Regions from separate parts of the Mus musculus genome. Here region 1 is linked to region 2. Evidence: chromatin contacts called from public Micro-C data. All regions are on one chromosome and are shown on one strand. Each heading gives the region's core, a stretch centred on a gene start, on an enhancer-like site or on the middle of the called end of the contact. The rest is flanking DNA. Distances are from core to core; before and after follow the strand shown. Region 1 has its middle 37 kb from the start of Tcl1. Region 2 overlaps Gm31829 (a long non-coding RNA gene).

What was found. Hi-C and Micro-C count contacts between places; a contact is called where the count stands out from the background.
Region 1: a contact with region 2 is called in a Micro-C map of embryonic stem cells, with 2.0 times the contacts expected there. The contact joins two enhancer-like sites. A contact is called at or near these places in 1 of 15 datasets of contacts at CTCF or cohesin (embryonic stem cells), 18 of 484 Hi-C or Micro-C datasets (LSK cells, cerebellar granule neurons, cerebellum and 7 more) and 4 of 115 datasets of contacts at active chromatin or transcription factors (embryonic stem cells and stem cell-derived neural progenitor cells).

Annotation. Positions count from the first base shown.
Region 1 is chr12:105,257,410-105,261,202 of GRCm38.p6, forward strand. No RefSeq gene overlaps it. Among named protein-coding and RNA genes, the nearest start is that of Tcl1, 37 kb to the left of the region's middle. Within about 2 kb of position 1,687, at least 11 of the 459 cell types and tissues checked have an H3K27ac peak or open chromatin away from gene starts, as enhancers often do. A contact at or near this core is called in embryonic stem cells, where this site is marked.
Region 2 is chr12:105,060,815-105,064,494 of GRCm38.p6, forward strand. All of the region lies in intron 2 of Gm31829 (a long non-coding RNA gene), which reads right to left. Among named protein-coding and RNA genes, the nearest start is that of Gm31884, 15 kb to the left of the region's middle. Within about 2 kb of position 2,222, at least 8 of the 459 cell types and tissues checked have an H3K27ac peak or open chromatin away from gene starts, as enhancers often do. A contact at or near this core is called in embryonic stem cells, where this site is marked.

The DNA.
Region 1 (3,793 bases), core at 437-2,936, 200 kb after region 2:
GAAGAGCAGAAAATATTTCTTCATGAATCTTTTTCCTTGGCAATGTTAGGGGAACGCGGTTCCCTACAGAACAGCTCTATTTTCTGGAGGTAGCCCAAACCACGATCTCTCTGAAAAACCAGGACCAGGTATCTGTCTCAGGTGCTGTGTCAGAATTGTCCCAGCAGAATACCTGTCAGGCTGAGTGAGTGGCACTCACAGGATCACCTCCTGTGCAGTCTCTGAACTGGAGTGTAGATTGACAAAGACACCCTGACAGACATCCCAAAGAGGAGAGTGACGGGTTGGCAGCTCTACACTGTTATTTTTAGATCCCCAGCCTTCTGGGGACCTTTATTTTTCCCCCCTCTGTGCTGGTGGTGTGATTCTAATAACCTTCAGCCACTCTGAAGGACAAAGTCTTTCTCTAGTTGCTGAAAATAGGATTTTGCATCCAAAGGGACCCTAAAAGCCACTTTCCCCTCCTTCAGGTATACCAGGTATTGTGGGACTTCTCCATGGGAGAAAGATATGAGCAAACCTCTCTTTACCCCAGACAGGACACTAATGACAGACTGAAGAAACTGTTCCACCTGTGTCTATCTTAGCAAATAATAAGTTCATAGAGGCTACTTATAGGAGCATGGATAGCTCAGAGGCGGCTGAATCATGACAAAAGCCCCTTCCAGCATAGGCAGTGACTCAGAAAAGCCCTATCTCTAGAGCTTACTGTAGGACTTGAAGGAGCTAAGTGGGAGAGACTTCTCTCACAACAATTGCTACTGTTTATACCACCTTGGGGAGGGCCTTTGTGGATCTTGAAAGTTTCAGGAGCTTCCTGGGTCTTGTAAGTTTTATGTACTTCCTGAATCTAATACAATGTTTCAAGTCAGAGGAAACCGAAAATCAAAGCTACAAAGTAATTAAGAAAACTGAAGCTCAGAAAGATCGAATGCAGCCCTGCTCTCAACTCTACCTGTGTTTTGTGAGGTTGGCAAAGTGCTCTTTAAAGATTCAACAGTGGGTTGGGGAGATAGCAGTGGGAGTAAATTGTCTGTTGTGCAAACATGAAATCCCTGTTTGGATTCCCAACATCCACAAACCTCAGCCAGGTAGGAAAGAATGTCTCTGTAACTCTGGTGCTGGGGGTCGGAGATGATCTATCTCAGGGCTCACTGACCAGCCAGTCTAGCAAAACAGAAACCGTCTCAAAGAATAAAATGGACAATAATTGAGGAAAACGCCCAATTTTTGAACTCTGGCTTAACAAACACATACACACTTACTCAGAGACACACACAGACACAACAACACACATCGCGACTTGCATGGGACAGGTTCAGTGGGTGACTCTCTCGCTTAGTGCCCGATAAAGATTCTGATGAGTCTGCTGTGGAGTTATTTATACCTTTTACTACCTTGGTAGACCTGCACTTCAGTCTTCAAAATGAAGAAGCCATTTTTTCCCAGTCCAAATGGGGGCCTGTCATACTGCTACAGTCGTGCTAGGAGCTACTGGGAAGCTTCAAAGCAGAGAGTTAAGTAGGGCATACAAAAGCCACACACCACTTATTTATCGATCTCTGGATAGAGCGCCCTCTGTTGGTCACGACTGGTATTGCACGGAGCCATCTGTTTATGTTATCACGTGTTTGTCCTACGAAATAGATGTGTGAGCTCTACTGTCCTAAGCACGGTTCCAAAGGTGGGCTAAACGGTGAGTAAGGAAATCACAGCTCCCCACTGACATGTTGACAGATGAGTGGCAAAACAAGTGTTCCAGAAGTGGTGGCTGCCCCGTTAGGTGGAAATCCTGGTCACCAAAGAAGAGTTTGTCTGGAGACCTCTCAGCAGAGCTGGTACTGGGGTTGGGGAGGAGAGAAATGGAGTCTGCCCGTCTCATCTACTATCCTCTGGGTAGCTATTGAAACTAAACATTGCTGTAGCTCCAGGGAATGGAATGAAGCTCTTCGGAGTCTAGTGGGGGAAGGGCAGAGCCCCCCAGAGCACCTATAGCAGCAACAGCAAGGAATGACAGTGACCAGGCATTTTGTTGCTAAGTTTATATCAACCGTATGTTTAGAGGGACACCTGCATGATTCAGATGTAAATGTAGAGCAGTTGAACCTCTGGCCGAGCCACTCCTTCCCTCCCCCTCTCCCCTCCCCTCTTCTCTCTCCCCTCCCCTCCCCTCTCTCCCCTCTCTCCCCTCTCTCCCCTCCCCTCTCTCCCCTCCCCTCCCCTCCCCTCCCCTCCCCTCCCCTCCCCTCCTTCCCTCCCCTTCCCCCCCCTCCCCGCCCCTTCCTCCTCCACATTTCTGTTGTTTCAATTTCCTAGTTTATATGAATAGAGAGGCAATAGAGTCCTTTTGGGTCCTTTTGGCGCGTGCCAAGGAGCGGGATTGTTGGGTCATGTGGCAGATGCACCTTGAGCTTTTTGGGGATACTCCACAGCGATTTCCACGTTGGCAATAGAAGTTTGGGAGGCCATCAGAAGGGGTACGTATTCCTCTTTCCTCACATCCTTGATGTCAGTCATTCTGACAGGGGTGAGGGAGATCTCCAAGTAGTTTCAATGTGCCTTTTCCTGATTGCTAAGGACCTTGAGCAATTTTTGAGATATTTCTTAGCCATTTTTGCTTCTTCTTTTGAGAACTCTATGTTCGGGACTATACTCTTTTTTTTTTTTTAAGCTTTCTCATCTGTTTTCTTTATTGTTTTTTTTTTTCTTAAATCTTTTAAAAAGATTTACTTATTTATTTTATGTATATGAGTGCTCAATCCCATGTACACCTACATTCAAGAAGAGGGCATCAGATCCCATTAGAGATGGTTGTGAGACACCGTGCAGTTGCTGGGAATTGCTCTGAACCTCTGAGCCATCTCTCCAGCCCTTGATTGTGTTTCTAGCCCTTTACATGTTCTGAATATTAATCCTCTATGAGATGTGTAGTTGGCAAAGATCCTCTTCTGGCCTTTGGGTTTCCTTGGTTGATGGCTTCCTCTGCAGACAGAAGCGTTTACATTTTATAAGGTCCCATTTGTCACATGATGGCCTTAGTTCCAGGCAAATGGAAGCCTCCTCAGAAACCCCTTCCCTTATTCATATCCTGTGTTTTCTTTTACTAGTTTCTTCTACAATCCAGGGTTCACAGTGAGGTCTTTGACCCACTTGGAGTTGGTTTTGTTTTTTGCGCGGGGGTGGGGGGGCAGCGTTGGGGACAGGATGACAGATGTTGGCATCATTTCATTTTCTACCTGTGGACACCAGCTTTCCCAGTGCTGTTTGCTGAAGGAACACACCCTCCCTACCCAGCTAAGCACTCCCTGCTGCATGGTGTTCACCCATGCCCTGAGCTCTGGGGCTACAAATGAGGGGCTCAAGACTCAGAGAGGTCATGGGCCTTGCACTGGTATTTTGTCAAGAATGGGAGAGCCAGTCTACAATGAATGGTCAGAAAAGAGAGCTTGGTACAGAAACACAAGGAGTGAGCACAAAAGGTTCCCTTGAGACCTAGTAAGGATGGCTGACACACACGGAATGGTTAATGTGCTGGCCCCGACAGGATCATCTTGATTTCACAATGTGATCTCGTGAGGTAGGTGGTGGAAAGATGATGGTCCATTTGCCTGGTGACTGGTCATTAAGCCAATTGAATTCACCAATCTTGTTTGTGTGGGAGGATGAGGGCTGTGGAAATCTAAGGAAGTGCCCCACTCCTGATCATTACCGAAGAATGGAGAATTTGATGTCTTGCAACATCAAAGGAGGTAAATTAGGCCAACCAGATAGTGTATAAAAAGCAAATCCTTCC
Region 2 (3,680 bases), core at 972-3,471:
GATCCCCACAGGGAGCCAGGCTTTACAGAAATCAGGGCCCCGAACTCCTTGCCTTAAGTCGGAAGTTCTGGAATGTATTTTTGTATTCTGAGCATTTCCCCAGTAATTTGAAGGGCGGGGAACTAGAACCTTCGGCCGGAGATGCTCTGAGCTTCAAGGCTTTGGAAATGGCCTTTCAAACCCCAACCAACCTTCATAATCGGGGCAGAGGTGTGAACTCTGGAGAGATGAGGACTCGGCTTCAGACAGGACTTTGGCTTTTCTGAGCTGCTCTCTCTGGGGCTGAAGATCGTGAATGCTCGTTGTTTGAAGTTTCTCTGCAGGCTCTGGGGAGTTCACCCTTACTCCCAGGGCCATGACTATCACAAGCATTCCCAAGAATAATCTTTTGTAAACGGCAGTCAAAGCATCTCCATTTTTCCCTCTGCACATTTACTTCCTTCTAGCCTTTTGCTCCAGGGGACCCAGAAGGCTTAGTGCCCAAGGCAGAGAGGCAGAGGAAGCCCTGGCTTTGAAAGCTTAGAGGAGTTTGTGAGGATTGAGACTCCTCTGTCTATTTCCTTAACAAATCATGGCTAAAAGCCTGGAGGCTCCTAAGTATCCTGGTGGGCAGTGCGGGAGAGGACAGGCCACCAGGGTGATGGGGGTCAGGGAGTGGGAATCTGAGAAGGAAAAGAGAGAAAGCATCAGGGTCTGAGAACTGGAGAAAGGAGGAAGGCCAAGAGGTCCATCAGGGACCTCACTCCTATGTTCTGAGTTTTCTTCTGCCGCCAAGGTTGGCAGAGGGCAGTAGGGGTTCAAGGCTATTAAGAAAGCAAATATGGCTGTTGAGTCTTCCCTTGGAGCCTCTGGGAGGCCCAGCCAAGGAGACCTTGGATGTTAGCTTTCTCTGGAGTAGTGTAGAGATGGCACGAACTCCACCATCCTTGTCCTGGGCAGGATGAAGTCACCTATTGGGACGCACATGGCAGCCAGGGGCAGCCAAATGCAAGGACATGAATTAGACCGCTGGTCCCTTGTCTATCGGGCATTTTGTTTCAGCAGCACATAGCAGCATGTTCCCAAGGTGTCGCCACCTCAGGAACCAGAACAGCTAGGGAGCCGTCTCCTCTGTTCTTATCATCTGCCAGCCACTACCAGGGGCTCTCTGAGGAGTCTTCAGTGGTCTTTGCCACTAACCACCCCTGTCACTCCATGTGACCTTGACGATGTGAACACGGTCCTTCCGGGATGGAGGCTAGACAGGAACTCCCCAGAACTTAACTAACTCCTACTTGTGGTCCCGAATAGAACTTTAAAGACCATTTTTATCTGGCCATGGTGGTATAGCCCTGTAATTTCAACATCCAGGAAGTGGAGGCAGGAGGATTATGAGTTACAAAAATAGCTTAATGTATATATAGAGAAATCATGTCTCAGAAACAAACAAACAAAACCAAAAATCCTCTTGAACGTGTAGACTTGCTGGAGGTTAAAGGACAGAGAACTGGAATGTCCAGAAAGCCTGTTCCTTGGGCTGTGTTCAGGCCTAGTCATTTTCAAGTGTGAGGACATAAGTTTGGACCTCCCCCGCCCCAACCCATGTAAAAGCCAGGCACAGCCCCATGCCTTTGATCCCATCCTTTTCTGCCAGGCTCTTGTCTGGTTCTTCCGGGCCCAGAGCTGTTTCTTCCTGCACAGAGTCCCTCACTAGCTTCTGGAGACTGGCCTCCAGCAGATGCTCTAGCCCCACCCACAAAATGGAATTTGTCTCTCAACCCCCAGGAACCCATTTATAGTTCCCAAGTCTAGGAATTTGATCAACCCCAATTTTATACACTGGGTAATTTAAAATCAGATTGAACAAAAAGTTACTTTTCTGCCATGACAGGGGCGACTCTGCTCAGAGCCTGAGTTAGGCCAAGGCCAGAGCTATGAACTTGATCTGAAGCATCTATACCTGTTTTTGGCTCTTAGGTACCCTGGGAACAGGGGACAGTCCATGTTAGATTCCAGCCAACAAGCTCAGGTGTGGCTTCACTCCAGAGGAACAAGGACAGTGTCCCATGGACAAGGCCTGCCCTATTCTAGAATGCAAACTCCTCTTTAGAACTTTAAGGCTCCCAACCACCCCTGGTGGCTTCATGTACTCCAAGCTGGTGCCAAGTTTCCTACACACTTGGGAGTGATCTTGAATTTCTAATCTTGCTTCAACCTCCCTAGGACTGGGATTTCAGGGTGTGCCACCACACCCAGCGATGGGGATAGAACAGGCTAGCCAGGCACTACCAGCAGAGCTGTATCTCCGACCCTACTTTCAAATTTTGAAACGCTAGGAATTCCCTCAGTAGAAACTTTTCAGAACCAGCTGACCCAGCACCGCTTTGCATCTATGGGGTAGCGGGCGTGTCAGGCCTGTGCAGGGACCGTCGAGGACCCCAGTGGATCTGGTTTTGTTCTGGCATGGTCTGCCGCTTGGCGCTTTCTGATCTTTCTCATCGATGCTTCCAGCTCATCTACTCCTGTCTCATCAGTGCTAGTTTACAGATCACACAGCCCCAGAACACAGACGCCTTGAGTCACAGATTGTTTCCTTTGTCTTCTCTCTGCCTTTTCTCATTTCCCACCTACCCCAAAGGGTTTTACAATTCCATTGTGGCAAGTGGGTGGGTAAGTGAAGGGGCGAGCGCGCATGCGCGCACGCACCGGCTAACCTACCGTCCAATCTCAAGGGTCACTTGTGTGCTGGGCTGCAGGATTGATTCCAGGGTACACGAGTAAACAGGTCATGCTCACCTTGCAGAGAGCTATACCCCCATTTTCTCTGAGGTGGAGGACAAGGTCTAGCTTCTGCTACCCCAGCTAAGGTCATTGGGATGGAATCGGGACCCATTAGCATTCCGCCCAGAATCTGCAGCGGGGAAGCTGGCTGCAGGGCATTTAAAATGTGTTGCAGGCAGGACTCGCTGGCCTCCCTCCTGAGGCAATCTAAATGTTAGTAGATTGAAATCCTCAACCACTCCAGTCTGCTAACAAGAGGAGTAAATCACCTTTGAGAAACCAATTATACCGCTGTAATAGCATCCTGCTCACGCGGCTGTATGCCAAATAAACCCCAATGCAGCCCCACAGGGCTCACACCATCCACTCTGATGTCAATCACACAAGTCACAGCGCCCCCAACAGGCAGAGCCGGGTTCAGGCTCCAGACAGGCGGCTGAGTAAGAAGCCGGGCAGGATTGTGCAATCTTAATGGTTCTGCTCTTTTTCACACACTGCCCTCGTCCATCCAGATTACCCGCCTCTGTGTGTGTGTGTGTGTGTGTGTGTGTGTGTGTGTGTGTGTGTGTGTGTATACACTGTAGTCTTCCCGATTGGTACAATCCTGGTCCCATTGCCTCTCTGATGGCTCCAACGGACCTGTGTGGTCTGGTCACAGGGCCTTTTTAGAAACAATAATTTTTATTTCATTTTACATAAGTATGGGTGTTTTTCTTGCATGTGTGCCTGGCGGCTGGAGCGGGTGTCGCATCCCCTGGAACTGGGGTTACAGATACTTCTGTGTAACAGAAGCTAACATAACAGATGCTATGTGGGTGCTGGAAGTTGATCTCAGATCTTCTGGAAGAGCAAGGCTCTTAACTGCAGAGGCAGACATCTTTCTAGCTGTCTCCATCTCTGCTCCAGGTGATATTTAAGCT